Regions from separate parts of the Mus musculus genome. Here all the other regions are linked to region 2. Evidence: chromatin contacts called from public HiChIP or PLAC-seq data. All regions are on one chromosome and are shown on one strand. The core of a region is the stretch at or near the end of the contact, and the rest is flanking DNA. Distances in the headings are between cores, read along the strand shown.

Region 1 (3,147 bases), core at 441-2,940, 190 kb after region 2:
GACTATGAAGTATGGAAGCGGGGTGATGAGCTGACCCTAGAGCAGGCCCGTGTCCTGAAACTTTTGTGGGATATACAGTTGGGAAGATTCCAGCAGTTGGACCATGACCTGTTTGAGAGTGCACCAGAGACTAAGGGAGAGTGGGGGGCGGGGGGGGGGGGGGGAGGAAGAGGGAAGGGGAAGGAGGAGAAGGGGTGGAGGGGGAGGAGGGGAGAGGAGCTGACTCTAGGACTTGAGACTAAGGCTTTCTAACAAATTCTTCATCTCCACTGGACCACCCAGGGCTGCTGTCACCCCTCTGGATGGAGCCGCTGTTTATTTTGTTTGGATACAGAAAAGGGAAGGTGGTTGAGGGTGACTTTGTTTCTATAAAGAATAAAATTTTGCCTGTCTCTGCCTCCCTAGTGCTAGGATTAAAGGTGCCGGCCACCCTGCCCAGCCGAGTTTGCTACACTTAATGTTACACGACTTGCATGGGGTGGTGATCTCTCCACTGTATAAAGAAGCTGTGGAGAACCAACCTCCGAAAGCCATGCGCCACTCTTGGTCTTAGCACAGCAGAATGGGGCGGGCGGGCGGCAGAGGAACCCAGCTGTTAGGGTGGCCTGCTGGAAACTTGCGGGTGAGGACCTCTAGAGGCATCACACTAGGAAAGGATGCTCCAAACGCGCCCAAAGGTGCTTCCAGTTCGACCTGGCTGCGTTCTCCCTTGGCTAGCAGACCAATCCTGACCAACCCGACCCAAGGACCAAGAGGCCTTGCCTCGAGTTGCTTGAAGGTTGCAGATCACAGAATACTCATCAATGCTGAGCAAGAACAGGCACTGAGATCCTCAGGTGGGGGTTCCTCACCTGTCACTCTGATAGGCGAGGCCATGTGCATCTCAGCGAGGTCAAGGTCATGTGGTAAAGGGGATAGCAGGGAATAGATGTCTCATCTCTCGGACACAACGCAACACCAGTTTGGGTCGCACAGTGAATTAAAGTCTTCGGTAGAAGGCAGCATTTAAAGAGTGTGTCAGGCACACACACACACACACACACACACACACACACACACACACACCACTCACAAGAACATACTCAATCACCACGGTAGTTTCAGAGTGAAGGCCACTTTGCGTTTCTGCAGTTCCATTCAGGGAGACTGAGGCACAGAACCCAATGGCCCCATCCGGGGTCTCAGGCGTGGGGGTGGGGTGGGCGTGGGAAGAAGTGCTGCGCCGGACAAGCGGTGGCGGCAGGGGTGGGGTGGGGGGTTGCCAGCCCTGCTCAGCCCTCAGCCCCCAGCTACCCATATAAGGCCGCGGGAATCCGGGCAGGGTCCGGGCTCCTGAGGCTCTCCGCGGCTGCAGCCTCCTCCGCGGCGAGGAATGTGTGGAATCTCCTTCGCCCGCAGCCGCCCCCAGCAGGGAGGACCGTCCCGGAGTACTGAGCCCTGGCGAGCTCAAGCCCACCGGGCGCAGTCTGGGTTCCCGCTGTGGCTCGCAGGTGCCTGCCTCGCCGCTTGGGGGAGCGCGGTCGTCGTCGGAGAGGCTGGGCGGCAGCGCCACCTCACCTGCTCGGGGCAGTGCGGCGGGGCCCGGGCGGAGGAGGAGGAGGGAGGGAGGGAGGGGGAGGAGGGGGTGGAGGAGAAAGGAGGAGGAGGAGGAGGCTGTCGTGGTGTTAGGGGAGGAGGAGGAGGAGGAGGAGGAGGAGGAGGAGGAGGAGGAGGAGGAGGAGGAGGAGGAGGAGGAGGAGGAGGAGGAGGAGGAGGAGGAGGAGGAGCCGTGGGCACTGGAGCCCGGCACAAAGTGAAACTCCTGGTAGCCGCACACCCTCGGGCGGGACCTGGTCCCCGCTCTCCTCTGCTCCCCGCGCCCATGGCTCTAAGCAAAGGGCTGCGGCTGCTGGCGCGGCTGGACCCCACTGGCCCGAGCAGCGTGCTGTTGGAGGCGCGGGGCCGCGGCGACTGCCTGCTCTTCGAGGCCGGCGCAGTGGCCACGCTGGGTGAGTGCCGCGCTCCCCGTGCTCCCCACTTGGGCAGCAACGCCGGGGAGGGAGGGAGGGCGGGAATTAGTGAAGGCGAGCGACTTCGCGGAGACCTGAGAACTAGGGGCGCTCGGTTCCCCGACAGGGAGGACCCCGGCGGCTTGGGGATGGCCAGGGGCGCTTGTCCGCGGGAGTACTGGGTGCGGGGGACACCAGAGAGCTGGCACATTTGGCTGGACTAAGCGTCGCGCTCGCCTGAGGGCGGGGATGTCTCGGGGGCGCTCTTCCTGGGGCTTGGGTGGCAGGCGTCTGTTCTTGGAGAGCCAACTGGCTCTGATTTCCGCTCCTGGTGCTCAGTGCCGAAACCTAGCATGTTCTGGACACTCTGAGGAGGGTGCCCTGAGGAGGAGTCCACCTAGTGCTCCCATGCTTGTGCACCTGTTGAATACACCAAAGCAGCATTGCCTTGCCTGAAGGGATGACACGTAGGCACCAAAACAGACTTTGAGAAACGTCGATGGCACCCTTCATTTGTCTCCTATAAATACTCCATCAGAAGCAGGAGTAGAAGCAAATATACTCTCTAGTGACTTTATCTTTATGCTGGGTGTTAGGTGAGGGCAAGCCATTGTATTTCATTGATTGACTTCAGAAATTGTGAGATCAGCATTGTGCTAAGGACTTTAGAGACAAAATCTTACACAACCTTTGCAGTTTTAGCTCGTAATAAAGATAAACAAACTGGGGCCTAAAGAGGCTAAGACACTTGCTCCAGGCAACACAGACTTGTGTGTGGCTATTTTGGTGATGTCATGCGGTGCATGCCTTCCTGGTAAGTCCAACTTCCGGATCCCTAGTTTTGTAATTGACATTTGCAAGAAGATCTAGGTAGCATAAAGCCAGCAGTCAGATAGGATCAGTAAGATTTTAATGATGAGCCTTGAAGGGCAGGTTTAAGACAGTGGGTGTCCAGTTGTCCATCCTCCTGGTGTTCCTAGCTAAACAGGATCACTTATATTTTAGGAGGTAAGAAATGCAAAGCACTCATTTGTAAAGTGTTTTATGACTCCTTTTCTCAGGTTTGGATGTGTCAGCTCAAGCTACGACATCCACATATTTGTGCGTACATACACCATGTCTTAAAGGGGGTGCATCAATTTCTACTTCCTGGACCATG
Region 2 (2,988 bases), core at 356-2,855:
ATTTCCAGTGCCTATCACCTTAAAGGAGCCTCCAAGGAAGAAAAGGAGACTGTTAAGTCAAATGTGTTCCTGTAGTTTATTGTAGAACTGGTATCCTGGTCAAGATAGCATTTCCTCTGCAGTGCGGAAAGTGCACATAGAGAACCAGGCAGTATTTTAGGGACTAGATACTGTGGGCCTCCGTGAGCACTCAGATACTCTGTATCAGAAAGCCTCACATGGGCACTCAGATACTTTGTATTAGAAGCAATGGGTGGATGACTGTAGGGGAGTGGTGTCTAAGGACCCAGGAGGTCTGTTTACTTCCAGACCTGGGGAAAGTCACCAATAACCTAGCATCTCCTGTAAGTGGGATGTGAATATTGGATCAGCAAACAACTGATGCTCCGGGTAGCATCAGAAACAGAATACATATTTATATTTGAAGGCTGTAGCTACAGAGACCCTTTTGGGAACATTTGTTAAAGGTAAAGATGACACAGTGTATATTTGGGGAATTTTTAGAAATAACTTAGTATTACTTAATATTTTATATCCTCCCCCTTAGAGTTCAGATCTGAAATGTCCAAGGCCTGGGTCCCACCTGTTGGGAGGTGGTGAAATCTTAATTGAAGAACAATTATTGAGAGTATGCCTTGGACAGGGATCTTGGGCACCCGGCCCCCTTCTCTGTTTGCATGTTGCCTGTCATGAAGTAAATAGGTCGTCTCTGTCTGCTGTCTTCCCCTGCCCCCAGCCCATAACACACTGTGTCTCTGCAGTCCCAAAGCCACAGAGCCAAGTGACCATGGGTTGAAGCTGTGAACCCCAATAAATCTTTCCTCTTTTTAAATTGATTCGCTCAGGGATTTTTGTCAGAGGAATGGGAACTAACAGTGCCTTTAATCTGATATCAAGCAAGGCGGAGGCAACAGTTCCACTGTTAAACGAGGTCTCCTCATAGACCTGAGAAGGCCAGATCATCCTCTTAACCTAAATCTGCATTCTAGGCGGACTCTGGAAGGTGGGGTAGTCTTCTGTCTATCAGTTCATGCCCATAAGTGGTCATAAGGCCAGAGACAGAGCTTTACAGCTGAGCAGAAATAAGCCCCGCCCAGCTTGAGTCCTTTTGACAGAATTAGAGCAAAAGCCATGAGAAATCTAAGCCATTGTAAACATGTCTATAGACCGCATAGAAAATTCATAGCATTTCAAAACTGCACTTTCAGACAAGCCATCAGCCAGAATAGAACGTGTCTCAAGTTTTACCCCCAAATCTACAGAAAGTGAAAGTAAATGGTCTCTTTGATGTTTTGAAGTTTTTATGGCTTTTTATATTTACTTATAGGGTGTGTGTGTGTGTGTGTGTGTGTGTGTGTGTGTACTCATGCATTCGATGGTGCATGCGTGGAAATCCAAGGTTATCTCCAGGAGTCAGCTCGCTCCTTCTATCACGTGAGACTAGAGGGAACTCAGGTCTTCAGGCTTGACCGCAAGCAAACACCTTCACCCACTGAGCCAACTCCATGGCCCTCCGTGGTTTCAGACTGAAGCACTAAATACTCACCTACTGTGTGGCATTGCAACATCTGAAACCATACATTTCTTTATCATTTAAACAAGGGCTATGACTCAGAGCAAAAGCCCCAGCGCTCAAGCTACAAAAGTCTGCGGGTAGACACGCATACAGAGCCAGCTTCTACTCTGGCCTCATTCAATATCTGATGAATTTTTAATCTAAAACAAAAATAAACAAAAAACAAAAACAACAAAAACCAATTTTATAGATAGAATCAGTGTTCAATTATTGTGGATCCTTTAAAAGGATTGTTTTGAAAATGAAAATGTTGGTTTCTTCCATGTGGTATTATTCATCTATATGAACTATCACCATCATAAATAGGGGCTTAGCCTTTTCCTCTTAAGATTACATAACAAGGGAGATAAATTCAAGTACACTTTAGAAACAGGGCCACCAAATTCAGAGAAAGAGGAAAGTGGTGATAGCGCCCTCTACTGGTGGAAGGTTAAAAGTCCGATTAAAAAAAAAAAAAAAAAAAAAAAAAACAACCTAAAGCGAAAAGCAGAGTGACAGGTGAGAAAGAGGAGAGTGGAAGATGAGAAGAAAAAGAGAAAACAACCAGAATGCAAGTAGGAAAGGAATGTATCGAAGAGAAATGTGGAGGGAGAGCACATAGGGTGTGCAGTAACAGACAGAAAGAAAGTTAAATAGAAACAGCTTTAAGAATGGGGGCTTAGAGGTGGCTTACGGGTTAAAAACACTTGCAGCCAAGCCCGACAACCTCGAGTTTAAGCCTGAGAATCCACAGGGTGGAAAGGGAGCACTGACTTCCTAACATTATCCTTTTAACTTCCACATGCATGTGCACACGCGCACACACATGCACACACGCACACACATGCACACGCGCACACACATGCACACGCACACACATGCACACGTGCACACACATGCACACACGCACACACATGCACACGCGCACATACATGCACACGCACACACATGCACACGCGCACACACATGCACACACGCACACACATGCACACGCGCGCACACGTGCACATGTGCACACACATGCACACATGCGCACACAGGCATGTGCACACACATGCACATTCACCACAGATAAATAAATGTAACTTTTAAATCCTTTTTTTAATCAACAAGAGGAACTAGAAATTAGAAGCAAAGGTCAAACAAGCAAGAGGGGGTGAGGATATTTGTATTGGGCATCTCCTGAGAACACGGGCTGCTTTCCAAACCATGATGTTCTCACAGAGGATCCATGACCATGAGAGTTCCCCCAGTCATCACCCTTAAAATTTGAACAGTATGACAAATATTTAAAAATTCTGACCTGAAAAAGTGTGTATGTGTGGTGTGTGTGCAGTGTGTGTGTGTGTGTGTGTGTGTGTAAAGTACAATTATAGCCCTGCATAATCCTGATTCATTTGATTCCATTGTTCTAAGGAGATGTTTACTGCAGA
Region 3 (2,825 bases), core at 64-2,563, 220 kb after region 2:
TGGGGTAGCGAGCAGTCCTTTTAGAAAGTCCTTTTAGAAGGTGCCTCACCTGGAGGAGAATGATGACGCAAGCTGTTGCTAGGTAGCTGTTGGGCGGAGCCTAGAGGAATTATCTCTAAACCAATACAGCCCATGGTGGCTTGACTCCATAGATTTTAAGCAGAACATCGTAGAGGAAGCCTAAGGTGGAGCCCAGCTGCTCAACTCATAGTGTAGCTGGCCGGGCGGAAATGAAGATATTTTACAGAGACACTTAGGTTTCTCAATCTGACTATCAGGTGACTGAAATGGTGGACCCCAAAGAGGTGGGAATTCCATGCTCGGAGGAGAAAACAACCTGGTGTGTGTGTGCGTGTGCGTGTGTGTGTGTGTGTGTGCGTGTGTGTGTGTGTGTGTGTGTGTGAGAGAGAGAGAGAGAGAGAGAGAGAGAGAGAGACAGAGACAGAGACAGAGACAGAGACAGAGACAGAGACAGAGACAGACAGACAGAGACAGAGAAAGAGGGAGAATGGTGCGGGGGACTCGTTCCCTGAAAGATGTGTTGGTTGGCAGGGCCACACCTTTGACCAGAATCACTTAGATGTGCACATCCTTAACTCTCTATTTAAACTTGAGTTTCACTTCAGGACACCTAAAGCAATGTTAAGATGGATATTTTTGAGAAGGGCGTCACTAGATCTCTTTGTCCCTTTTCCCAATGTAACTATTAAAGAACCCCCCCCTTCCTATTTCCCATTATTAACTTGGCTTTTTAAACTAGTTTATTAAGGATGGGTAACCAAATCTGACCTCAGGCTCAGGTGTGACCTCCCAAGTTTGGTAACCACAGCAGGACTTCATGGACATAGGGTAGATGAAGTTACAGAGGTGTGGGTTGAGCCCCTCATCCAATGGAACTGCTTAAGTCATATTAGGACAGGAATGTGTAAGTAGAAGACAGTCCTGTGAGGCAGAGAGTGACTGAAGCTACAAGTCAAGAAAAATCCAAGACTGCTAGTACCAGGTGCTGGGAGTTGGAAGAGATGGGACCCCCCCCCCTGCAAGACCCTGGACTCCCCTTGACTTAGGGTTATCCCCTTCACTGGGAGCAGGGTTTGTTGTTGCAAGCCTCCAGTTTACTCTGTGATGGGAGGCCAGTGCTTCATACATAATGGTCTTATCCAGAGAGGTCAGACCCGGTTCGAGTCTTCACAGTAGTAAGTCGGTGATAAAACAGGTTTGATGGCGGAGTCAATAATTCACAGGAATAGAGTAGGAAGACAAGGCAGCCAGCCTGTTGGGTTTTGTTAGTTTAATAAATATTTGCAAAAGGCTGTTTCGGGTTGTGTTTGTTTAACTCACCTTCCCACCCCATCACATGCTGATCCCCCAGGGCCACAGGTCAGTTCGGCTTCCCCAGCTTCCCAGCCCCTCAAGTGTGGACTGGACCCTATCACTTTTGTCTAACCGTTTCCTGTCATTTGCTCAGCCTGCCCAGGTTTGTTTACAGAGCTGAGTGAACGCACAAAGGCCTCTGTGTTCTATGGTGAGCCAAGTGTGAGCCGGATGACACTTGGGGTCTGTGTGACTTGAAGGCTTTGTCAATGGAGCCGAAGTCCTTGTTGATGTCAGGACTGTTTCACTGTATTCTCAGAGGGAAGCTGTTCTGTCTATTCCCTTGTCCTTGGCCTTGGCTACACCGAGAACCTGGAGGATAATGGCCACAGCCAGGGCTGTGTACAGCAGGCCCGGCCCTCACTTCTCCTGATGAGGCTGCGTATCACAGCTTCAGAGCAAGGGTCAGACCTTTCCTGGAGAGTTCTTATGTGTGTGACAACACTCTTTACCAGTGAGCTTTCTGGGTAAAGGATGCCCCCCCTCCAACCTCCCCATACACCTTTCCTGAATGTGTGGCAGAGTCAGAAAGGTATAACTGTTGCTGTCTGAAGTGAACGTATTCTAAAGAGAGGCTGCACCTACCCTTTCACTACCATGTTAGGGAAACAATAGGCCCAAGAAACTGGAATGCCTCCAGAACTGCCATGTTGGACGAAGGAAAAAGTTGAAGCCTGTTGCCAACCAGTGGAGCTTGTCTCTCAGAGATTCTCATACAGTTCTGACAAGATGTCAGACCATCTGGCAGGACAGACCTGCACTGAGACAATGGTAGGTCACTGATTGGTAGGACTATACCTTGACTACTCAGATATGCAAACCCTCTTGCTCTCTGCTTACACTTATACCTCGAGTGGGGTCCCTAAGATGAATTTGAGGGACCATTAGACATCTTTCTTTGTCTTTCCAGTGGTGGCCACATTGAATAAATTGTTTTTACTATTCCTTATTTCTTGAATTGACCAGTTGAGGACAGGTGACTGGGCCTAGGTCATTAGGGCTGCCAGGGCCCAGATTCTGACCCTGAGAACTGGGGTAGCCGAGGACCACATGCTAACCCTAAATCGGTACATGTGAGCTAGCTTATACCTTATTGGGAGTTGTTGTAGGCAATTGACTCTGTAGAGCTGATCAGATCAGACCGGGACCTTGATGTGGGGTGTGCCAGTGTCAGGGTAGCTCTTGAAAAATGGAGGAAAGAACCAGGGGAGGAGAAGAGAGTGATCTGGGAAGACAATGGCAGAAGTTGGTGCTGGCGCTGCTGGTGCCGGTGCTGGTGCTGCTGGTGCTGGTGCTGCTGCTGGTGCTGGGCTCAAAGACAGGGAGGAGCTGAGAGCTAAGAAAAAACCCCAAGACTGCATCCACAAGCCTCCAGGAGGAGGCGTCCTGCAGAGCCTTCATTTTAGTAGTGACTCCCACTGTGGGACGAAGATTTTCAGTTTTGCAAAGTC

The links. HiChIP or PLAC-seq counts read pairs in DNA pulled down with a chosen protein or histone mark.
Region 1: a FOXA1 HiChIP or PLAC-seq map of pancreatic cancer cells shows a contact between it and region 2. The contact joins the promoter of Synj2 here to the enhancer-like site in region 2. A contact is called at or near these places in 4 of 39 promoter capture datasets (the 3T3-L1 cell line, embryonic stem cells, pre-B cells and 1 more), 1 of 15 datasets of contacts at CTCF or cohesin (large pre-B cells), 1 of 484 Hi-C or Micro-C datasets (pro-B cells), 1 of 115 datasets of contacts at active chromatin or transcription factors (pancreatic cancer cells) and 1 of 9 other capture datasets (liver).
Region 3: a contact with region 2 is called in a FOXA1 HiChIP or PLAC-seq map of pancreatic cancer cells. The contact joins two enhancer-like sites. A contact is called at or near these places in 2 of 115 datasets of contacts at active chromatin or transcription factors (CD8 T cells and pancreatic cancer cells) and 2 of 9 other capture datasets (adipose tissue and liver).

The regions. Positions count from the first base shown.
Region 1 is chr17:5,939,590-5,942,736 of GRCm38.p6, forward strand. It overlaps Synj2 (synaptojanin 2), which reads left to right and starts at 1,691. Exons shown (of 27, transcript NM_001113353.2): 1 at 1,691-1,988. The coding sequence starts at 1,862. It also overlaps the pseudogene Gm8376.
Region 2 is chr17:5,746,721-5,749,708 of GRCm38.p6, forward strand. The region is part of intron 8 of Zdhhc14 (zinc finger, DHHC domain containing 14); the gene reads left to right. Among named protein-coding and RNA genes, the nearest start is that of Gm41519, 23 kb to the right of the region's middle. Within about 2 kb of position 1,606, at least 25 of the 459 cell types and tissues checked have an H3K27ac peak or open chromatin away from gene starts, as enhancers often do. A contact at or near this core is called in pancreatic cancer cells and pro-B cells, where this site is marked.
Region 3 is chr17:5,963,853-5,966,677 of GRCm38.p6, forward strand. All of the region lies in intron 1 of Synj2 (synaptojanin 2), which reads left to right. Among named protein-coding and RNA genes, the nearest start is that of Gm52312, 12 kb to the right of the region's middle. Within about 2 kb of position 1,314, at least 45 of the 459 cell types and tissues checked have an H3K27ac peak or open chromatin away from gene starts, as enhancers often do. A contact at or near this core is called in pancreatic cancer cells, where this site is marked.